Regions from separate parts of the Mus musculus genome. Here all the other regions are linked to region 1. Evidence: chromatin contacts called from public HiChIP or PLAC-seq and promoter capture Hi-C data. All regions are on one chromosome and are shown on one strand. Each heading gives the region's core, a stretch centred on a gene start, on an enhancer-like site or on the middle of the called end of the contact. The rest is flanking DNA. Distances are from core to core; before and after follow the strand shown. Region 1 holds the start of Tlr2 (toll-like receptor 2). Region 2 overlaps Dchs2 (dachsous cadherin related 2). Region 3 holds the start of Fhdc1 (FH2 domain containing 1).

Region 1 (2,973 bases), core at 313-2,812:
GAGAGAGAGAGAGAGAGAGAGAGAGAGAACTTCTCTATAGGGCAGTGGTTCTCAACCCGTGGGTTGAGACCCCATGGTGGTTGCATATATATTTTCATTACTATTCTTAACAGTAGGAAAATTACAATTATAAAGTACCAACAAAAATAATTTTATGGTTGGGAGTCATCACAACATGAGGAACCGTACTGAAGGGTTGCAGGGTTAGGAAGGTTGACAACCTATAAGGACAAGGGATGTGGAGCTGAGGGGAAGAGACCCCCTGGGTTTAAGGGAAAAATTCTGACTTCAAATCTCAGCTGCTATTTCTGATTCACAGGACATTTTCTTGTGAAAATGGGGGTAAGGTTGCTTGCTCTGCATCCAATCTCGCCTTGCCGAGGTCAAATGGGATCACAGGCACCCGAGGCAGGTGATTAACTTGTTTTAAAGTAGGGGGTTTCCCCTTACAACTGGAATATGGAGCCACATCTCCACCATGAAGCAAACCAATCTACGCTGTTTTCAGAATCACTCTGCGATGCAGCTATGGGATAGAGAAAGGGAAGTACTTAGCTTCAAAGCCATAGATAGAAGTGGGGGCCCCGAATCTTCCCCATGCTTAGAAGGGGGGCTGTTCTGGGGGCCAAGGAAAGAGAAACATATCTGTGCCATCCTTATCCATTCATATCCCAAGCACAATGCTGCCATTCAGGTCTGCATGGAGGCTGGTAGACTCTGTTATCAGATGCTGAGCAGAAATGGATCCCAGAGACATAAGGGCAGGGGGACAAAGTGTTGAAAAGGAGGAGAAAGAGAAAATATTCCTGAGCCCAAGTTGCAACCTCTGAGGATGGAGAGATAGCAAAAGAGTTCAAAAGATGTGTTTGAGGGAGAAGTGAGATTCTGAGATTAGAGTAGTTAGAGTTAGGACCTGGGTCTTGGCAGCCCTGGCTGTCTAGCCTATCCTTTTGGGCCTCGATAGGGTATTTAAATGATTATCAGTAGACAGCAGAAAAGTAGCTATTCAGTGTAGCCACATCAGGAAGACAACTAAATAATGAGGGTGTACGACGCCCCCATCCTAAGTTCAGCATCCTGTCACCACAGGTTTAGATTTAGATAATACAGAAAGAATCCATAAGTAGGCAGTTTTGGTCAAGGTGTGCTATCCCCCCGAGTCATTCAGCCATCATTGTCCAGGCCTCCAGTGTTTTCCTCATGGTGAACTGATAAAAACTCCCTGTGACTGGCACAGGGCTGTAATTTTTTAACGTTTCCTAGCTGGAGCATTCCAATAACCAAAGAGAGTGCGTCTCTTCAGAATATCCTCTTCCTTCCAGAATCCTTGCAGCAGCTCAACTCAGCCAAAAGGCGAGCTGGGAGGCAGCTTTCTCTTTAGGACACCTGGGGAATTCCCACACGGAGCCTCTGGACTTTCAGTTCTGTTTTGCCTGCCCTGTGGCTCCTGCCAGCTCTGATGCCAGGCTCCGTTCCCCTTGCAGACCCCTGTGGGCGGCGCTTGCCGCACCGGGGGCGGTGCTGGCGACCGGGAAGTTCGGGGCCCTGACCTGGGGACATCCCCTTCCCTCACTTCCAGGTCTTCAGTCTTCCTAGGCTGGTGCCCAGATGGCTAGTGGGCACGGGGAGCGGCGGCTGGAGGACTCCTAGGTAGGTGGATCGGTCCTGCTGCCGGGTTGCTGCACCCCTCCCCGGACAGGGTCGAATCGACCGGGGCGGCCGCTGTGCTGTGCGGGGACCTGGTTTCCAAAGTGAAGCACCTGCGCCCCCAGCCGGGCGGATCAGCTTTGGGGCCAGATGTTTGTTTCCTGCTGTGATCCCTGCAGGAAGAGGGACACCCAGGGAAGAGGGGGCCACCGGAGAGCTGCAGCCACTGTCCCAGAGCCCGCGGCTGTGTGATCTGCGTCTTTACAGCCTTTCTGGCCCTGGGGTCACAGAAGGGAGTGTCTGTAGTGTCTCTGAACCCTGGGAAGCTAGGGTGAACGGTGACGCTGTCCCAACTTACATCCAGTCCACCCCTCTCTTGTCCCCAGGCTCCGGGCAGGCGGTCACTGGCAGGAGATGTGTCCGCAATCATAGTTTCTGATGGTGAAGGTTGGACGGCAGTCTCTGCGACCTAGAAGTGGAAAAGATGTCGTTCAAGGAGGTGCGGACTGTTTCCTTCTGACCAGGATCTTGTTTCTGAGTGTAGGGGCTTCACTTCTCTGCTTTTCGTTCATCTCTGGAGCATCCGAATTGCATCACCGGTCAGAAAACAACTTACCGAAACCTCAGACAAAGCGTGAGTGGAGTCTTTTAATAAGTATCTTATGACTTCTTCAGTCCTATAAACGAGAACCTTGTGTTTACATCTTAGATGTCAGGAAAAGGCTTTTCTAGTTTCAAAAAGGAGAAATATTATTTCGGGTGTAAAACGCTCAGATTGCCTGGAGGCTTTTGATCTGACAGAAAGTTCTTCAGCAAAGAGCAAATGGTAGGTAAGGTGGCTGGACTCAGACGGAGAGACCCTTTTCCTCCCCAAAAGGGAAATATTATGAGTACTGGAAAATATCTTATTTCACTACACTCGAAGTTTTTTGTTGTTTTTTTGTTTTTTTGTTTGTTTTGTTTTTGTTTTGTTTTGTTTTGTTTTTCTGTTCTAAGCAAAGAACACTTGCACCTTAAACCTTTAATTAGTGAATACAAAAACTGCCAGGCATTGACAGTATGTTTTGGAAGTTTCTAAGCTACCAAGTTTTTGTTTGTTTGTTTGTTCTAAATTTATAAGTTAACATTTAACGGGATAAGTGCCCAATGAAAAATCACCCTCCCATTTAAAGAAGTGAAGCTTAAGGGAGAACACTTAACATAGGGAAACAATTCAGAACGTTCATAATGCAACGATTGGAAGCCTCCACATATTAATTATATTGAATAGAAGGTACTTCACTTAAATGATCAAGTTAGTAGCGTCAGGAAAGAATTAACATCTAC
Region 2 (3,121 bases), core at 469-2,968, 550 kb after region 1:
AAGACTGGGTTTGAAGGGCACAGCTGTACCTCACACACAGAGAAATTCCTGTCAGGGTACTGCAGTACCTTGCACAAAGAGAAAGTCCTGTCTGGAGACCATATGTAGTTTCTTCAGGATGGCACTGGGTACAGAGGACATTTGCACAGAATAGAAACTCCCATCTTACTGACCAATGCACTGTTTTGCTAAGGTGTCACATTTCACCACTACTGAGCAAGTGCCATAACCCCAAAGCCATCTGCCCTGCGAGGTGCCTCTTCCTCCGGGGAGCCAGAGGCAGCCACAGTCAGCTCTATGCACTAACAATGGAGCTCTTGTTATGGAACCAAATACTGGGAAAATTTTAATACCTCAGTTAAAATCTAGTAGTTGTTTTTTTTTTCTCCTTTTAATACAAGAAAAAAATCCTGCTAGATTTAGAGTGAGTCACACAATATAAACATTCAAATCCCTTTGGACTTCGAATGCCAAACAGCACTGAGTGGTTACGTTTCAAAAATCTGCATTCTAGAATGCCAGAACACATATGCTCAGCTCTCTGGTATTAAGTAACACTATAGTATTTCTTTAATACATACTATAAAGTAAACCATTCATAAATTCCAACCCGATGCCAGTTATGTTAAAATCCCAAGTACGTCATTTAATTCTCATGCATAATCCTGTTCCATTCTTTTAACCCACTAAGTGCAAAAAGAAGAAAAAGAAAAGGAAAGGGGAAAAACACAAAAAGAAAAAAGATCCAGAAGAAATATATTCAAATACACACACACACACACACACACACACACTCATATGTATTTACAAAAACACCTGCTTAATCGCTTAACAGATCTGGCTTCATTAAAAACACAGTAAATACAGTACTTGTATGAAATTCTCCAAAAATATTTTTAAAATTTTTATCAATTTGATAAAAAAAGAAAACAAAAATCTTTCAGTAATCCAAACCATCTCCAAGACATGTAAGATGAGATGAAGTTTGGGGGGGATGTTAAGTTGTACTTTAAACATCCACAAGTGTAAAGCTGCAAAAGTAATAACTGTACATCTGAATTTTCAGTTGTATTTTTGATGTCTATAATGATAAGGTTTCAACTCAAAAGAAAGTAACTACACAGCAAAGAAAGAAAAAAGAAAAAGAGAGGGGGGCGAGGGAGGGAGGGAGGGAGGGAGGAAGGAAGGAAGGAAGGAAAAAGAAAGAAAGAAGGAAAGAAAGAAAGAAAGAAAGAAAGAAAGAAAGAAAGAACGAGAGAGAGAGAAAGAAAGAAAGAAAGAAAGGAAGGAAGGAAGGAAGGAAGGAAGGAAGGAAGGAAGGAAGGAAGGAAGGAAGGAAGGAAGAAAGAAAAAGTAGACAGATTTGCATATGGCAGTCTTGTTAATACTTTCAGAGAGGGGGGTAGAAATTTTTTTTCATCTTTTCAAATATAAAAGAAAAAGAAATGCCTGTATATAGTAGAATCCTGTACAGGCAATAAAATTAACGAAGTGTGGCCAAGGGGGAAAAAAAGATTGCAGGCTGCTAAGCTGCTCATCAGCAGTGTCTTCAGCCTACGCGATCCTTCGGAGGCTCCTGCTGATGGTTACAGCAGCAACCATGGACGAGAACATTGCTGAACTAGGACCACTGTGAAACGGGCAGCTTGAGTGTGTTCCCCATTGTTCCTGTCACCCAAAAGCAAACAGGGATGGAAAAGCGCTAACTTCTAAGCAGGGACCGAGAGCAGCTGTGAGCATGCTCTGTTCTGTCCATGTCCGAGGAAAAGTCTTTGATCACACTGCCCCTCTCTGGTCAAAGAGGGAAAATTACGTTAGCCCTTGAAAAGCGTCCCTAAACATGTTAGACAAATTCACATCAAAGGCTCATCGATGCACAGTGGTGTTTCCCAAGAGATCAGAGCAGCTGAGCAATTTAGAACTTAGTTTGAAAGCTAAAGAAATCTATCGTTTACTCTTCTGATCAACATTTATGGGAGAAACACCACTGAGAGCCCTCTCGGGGTTGTGGAAACGTAAGTGCAAATTTTACAAATGTAAGTTTTAAAGACTGGTTAATTAGATGGTTTGCAATAATTCTGATGGGAAAACTCAGAAAGTGCTGTTAATAGCAAAACCTGAAACACCGAGCTGTCAATTTTATCACGATTTAGTTTAAAATAAAAACGGAATGTCATTAAATCTACTGTGCCTTAGACATCCAAAGAGCCTCAGCGCTGTTCAAGAGCAAGTCGGAGACACTCATGAATTCCCTGCCACCGTAACTGCCCATTTTAGATTTTTGTGTCTCTATTCTGTGTTCATTGTAAAACTAAAAATGGTAGTTGACATTGCTATTGACTGTGCCAGATATTCATACAGTCTTTCTTTCCACACAGTCATGCCTTCATACTTCTAACAGGACGACATATTAAGCACCACAATTGTCTCCATTTTACAGACAAGAAGAACAGAGAGGTTGGTTAGTAACTTCTTCCAAGTTGCACAGCTTTAGGGAGAGATAATTCTGAGATTCAAACTTGGGCTGTGTGACGTGAGCTCATGAGCCCTTGGAGCGAGCCTGTCCTGCACTGAGGAGATGAAGAAGCACTGAGGAGATGAAGAAGCACTGGGGAGATGAAGAAGCACTGAGGAGATGAAGAAGCACTGAGGAGATGAAGAAGCACTGGGGAGATGAAGAAGCACTGGGGAGATGAAGAAGCACTGGGGAGATGAAGAAGCACTGGGGAGATGAAGAAGCACTGGGGAGGTGAAGAAGCACTGAGGAGATGAAGAAGCACTGAAGAGATGAAGAAGCACTGAGGAGATGAAGAAGCACTGAGGAGATGAAGAAGCACTACACTTCTCACGCTCAGTGCATCCAGTGTGCTGAGATAAATGTGGCCACGTGGGTACCTCTGCTTGCTGCATCCTCGTGAAAATCAATAAGTTATGTGTTTATTAGGCAGGTGCCACTCCAGATAATAATAAGGATCAACACAAACAGATGCTAGACAAAAACAAGCACCAGCTACAGCTTTTCGTTTCATGTATGCTTTGAAAATACTTGATATTTGAGGTAAGTGGTAACTCTGTTTCCCCATAGCTATTATTTTTCTTAATTTGTTTACTGTTAGTGTTT
Region 3 (3,004 bases), core at 100-2,599, 640 kb before region 1:
CCAGGAGACTGCCGCAGAGGTTCCTTTTGTGGAAGGCGGTGACCTGCTCAGTAGCGACCGTGGCGCCTCCCACTTCGCTCCATTAGGACACCAAGGCTCATCTTTTCCCTGCAGCAATTTCCATCGTCCTCTGTGGTTGCCCGCCCAGCCCCGAGCTGGTCTTCAGGTGCCAGGAGCAGCGTGCTGGGCGGCGGCTTTCGAGTCTCGGGAGCCCGGAGCTGGCGAGGGCGAGCTCAGTGGCGGTGCTGTTCGGGTTGAAGGGGGAGCGAGGGAAGCAGCAGAGCAGGAAAGGGCGTGCTGTCCTTTGCGGCCGGCTGGAGGAGCAGCCGGGTAGGCAGCATTGTTACCTGCAGCGGCCCCGCCCCTCCGCACCGCCCTGCCCCCTCACCGTCCCCGGCCTGCAGTCCTGCGGAGAGACGGCGGCGCCGGGACAGCGGGCGGAGGCTGCGCGGGCGCCGGGAGCGGGGGCGCGGTGAGTGCGGGACGACGGGAGCTAGGGCCCGGGCTGCCAGGCTGGGTTCGGGATGCTGGGCTGAGCAGCGGCGCGGGGAGGATGCGGTGAAGCGCGAGCTCTGTTCCGGATTCCGGGGACCTGATCCTGGAGCGCAGGCCCTGTGCCCCGAGGCGCATATGCGCCCGACTGGCTCGGCATCGGACCCTGAGCTCGGTGTAGCGCTGTCCGCGGGTGGGACCTCGGAGGTTTGATTAGCTTTCGTGGCACTTATGCGGGTCGCGCAGGTCACAGAAGTCCCTTTTAGCGAGGACTCGCTCCTGCTATAGTGATGTGGGGGTAGACTTCCAATGACTGCACACCTCCCTGGAAGTTCACCTCCGAAGTGGCGTCGGCGCTTGTGGAGTGGCGGGTTGGCAGTCACCCATGGTCCCCGAGCGTGACGGTTCCCCAGCCCCAGAGACTCCTTTTTGCGTTTCTGTCGCGGGTTCATTCCCCCTCTCTCGGTGCAAAACCGCAGTGCGGCCGAGAGCCCTTCTCCCAGGAGCCCACGCTGGGGACTACACGGTATCGCCGCAGCGGTGGTCCAAGCGGCTGGCGGCCACTGTTCCGTGAACCACGAGCTCCATAGAGAGCTGGGACCCCGGTTTGGGCGGGGAAGCTTGGACAGGACGAGCCACCCCCGGTCGGATAGGCACAGAAGAAGCCCCAGGGGTTTCGCGGCTGGCCTCCATGGCCTCTGAGATGGTCCGAGACTGGAGAGTGCGGGGCACTCATGGAAGCTGAGAGTCCATCCTTTCCCGGGAGGGTTGTCCCTACTGTCCCTGCTAGGGATCCTGCGTGGCGCGTGTGGGCGTCTCTTCGCCGCGGACGCGCGCCTTCCCGGCCCAGATAAGGCGGCCTCTGAGCTAGTGCGGGGACCGCCCATTCGAAGCTCGTCTGCTGTCCCGGGATCCTGGGCTGCGCAGCTGCGGGACGCTGGTAGCCTCGGGGGGCTTGGGCTAAGCGCCTCGGGAGCCGGCGGAGCCAAGGGCCTTTTGGTGAGTGGATTCGCCAAAGCGAGGGGCTAGAGACCGAAAGAGGTAGTGGGCAAGACTTGGGACTTCGTCCATCCTGACTGGAAAGAAATCTTTCTGGGTGCTCCCTCCCTCCCCTGTTCCGGGCGAGTTTCATAAAGACCTGGAGCTAGTGTTTAAAGAAATTCTACTTTGAGTTGGACACCCTGCGAGCACCCTCTTTAGTCCCCGTTGTCTTCCTGGAGCTTCTGTCTCTCCGAGAGCATCCTTCGGCTCTCCTGGGCCTATTCTTCCTGGTTTGGGAACTAGGGGAGAAGAGACTGGAAATGTGCTATCAGAAACAGGCAGCTGTGAATGTTTGTTTATGTGACGTGACAGATTAAACCTGCCGTCGTGGGTACTCTAGGCCGGCTGAAGGGCCAGGTAAGACTGCTGCTCGCAAACTGACTGTATTTCTTGATCAAGAAAGGGTTTGAAAAGACAGGTCGAGGTGGAGAGATGTTCCTTAAGGAGTGAGTAGAGAGAAGAGAATAGTATTAACGAAAGGCGGGAACTTCCCCCAGCCCTCTCTCTCTTTTCCCAACTAAGAATACTGTGTATGTAGCTTAGCCTCTTCCTCAGTTCCTCAGGTGGACGGGCTGCACTCCCAGCTCAGGCTCATCTGTGACACATGTCAAGAGGCAAGAGGAAAGCCATCTGGCTCTGTGTCACTTTTTATTACTGTTGAACAGAGCGTGCAGACCCTCCTTTGAGAAAGCTCTGGTTAGAGCTAGGGGCCACACAGCTCTTCCAGGAACCCTTAGGAATGGTCTTATTCTAACCCTGTGTGCTGGCTGATCATACGCTGAAGGTTAAGTTCTTGATCATAGCATCCCTCACTGAAATTGGAGTTAAAAGATGCTGAGCTGAGCAGCAGAGCAGCATCCCCAGCGGGAGGGACAGTAACCCCACCTCTGATGACCGGTGGTGGTTATCACTCAGCAGACTTGAAGATGGGTTCTGTCATCAGAAAGCCTATTGGTGACAGCTCTGCATTTAACGGCCTCCTCGCTGTAGGGGAGACGTTAAATACAAGCCTGCCTGTGTTTGTCTTAGGGAGATTGATGGGATAGTTGAAGGTTCCCAGACAGAATCGGGGCTGATTCCATTGTCTCTGCTGCCAACTGCCAACTGTGAGAGGCAGGGGACCATGTCATGTGTCGGGGTGTTTGCATCACCTGCATTTCTCTCGGTGTCTTTGAGATTGTGTGGAGTCATCTCTATTATGGAAAGTATGGTAGAATTATTTTTTTTTCCGAGTCCTCAACTTTAATACCACGTGTGACTGTAAAGAGATGGGATGCCATCTGTGCCCTTCTTTTCTTACCACCTCTTTAACGTTGGTAACCCTGCCTAGTGTTAGTAGTAAGGATGCAACAGGAACAAAAGCTCTTGCTGGTGAGCCAACTCTCTAGGTAGAGCTAGGATCTTTAACAATTATGGGAGGGGGTTGCCAGAGAAAGGGACCAGGGACAGAAAGCTACATCCCCCTTTGTTC

Evidence for each region. Promoter capture Hi-C pulls out the DNA fragments that hold promoters and counts their contacts. HiChIP or PLAC-seq counts read pairs in DNA pulled down with a chosen protein or histone mark.
Region 2: an H3K4me3 HiChIP or PLAC-seq map of embryonic limb bud shows a contact between it and region 1, with 9 times the contacts expected there. The contact joins the enhancer-like site here to the promoter of Tlr2 in region 1. A contact is called at or near these places in 3 of 39 promoter capture datasets (the 3T3-L1 cell line, embryonic stem cells and hippocampal neurons), 4 of 484 Hi-C or Micro-C datasets (B cells, the C2C12 cell line and uterus) and 5 of 115 datasets of contacts at active chromatin or transcription factors (astrocytes, embryonic forebrain, embryonic limb bud and 2 more).
Region 3: a promoter capture Hi-C map of pre-B cells shows a contact between it and region 1. The contact joins the promoter of Fhdc1 here to the promoter of Tlr2 in region 1. A contact is called at or near these places in 3 of 39 promoter capture datasets (cranial neural crest, pre-B cells and stem cell-derived epiblast-like cells) and 1 of 115 datasets of contacts at active chromatin or transcription factors (embryonic forebrain).

What each region holds. Positions count from the first base shown.
Region 1 is chr3:83,840,197-83,843,169 of GRCm38.p6, reverse strand. It overlaps Tlr2 (toll-like receptor 2), which reads left to right and starts at 1,562. Exons shown (of 3, transcript NM_011905.3): 1 at 1,562-1,650; 2 at 2,034-2,281.
Region 2 is chr3:83,285,703-83,288,823 of GRCm38.p6, reverse strand. All of the region lies in intron 10 of Dchs2 (dachsous cadherin related 2), which reads right to left. Among named protein-coding and RNA genes, the nearest start is that of Gm10710, 160 kb to the right of the region's middle. Within about 2 kb of position 1,718, at least 58 of the 459 cell types and tissues checked have an H3K27ac peak or open chromatin away from gene starts, as enhancers often do. A contact at or near this core is called in the C2C12 cell line and embryonic limb bud, where this site is marked.
Region 3 is chr3:84,477,836-84,480,839 of GRCm38.p6, reverse strand. Fhdc1 (FH2 domain containing 1) reads left to right here and starts at 1,349. Exons shown (of 12, transcript NM_001205355.1): 1 at 1,349-1,491.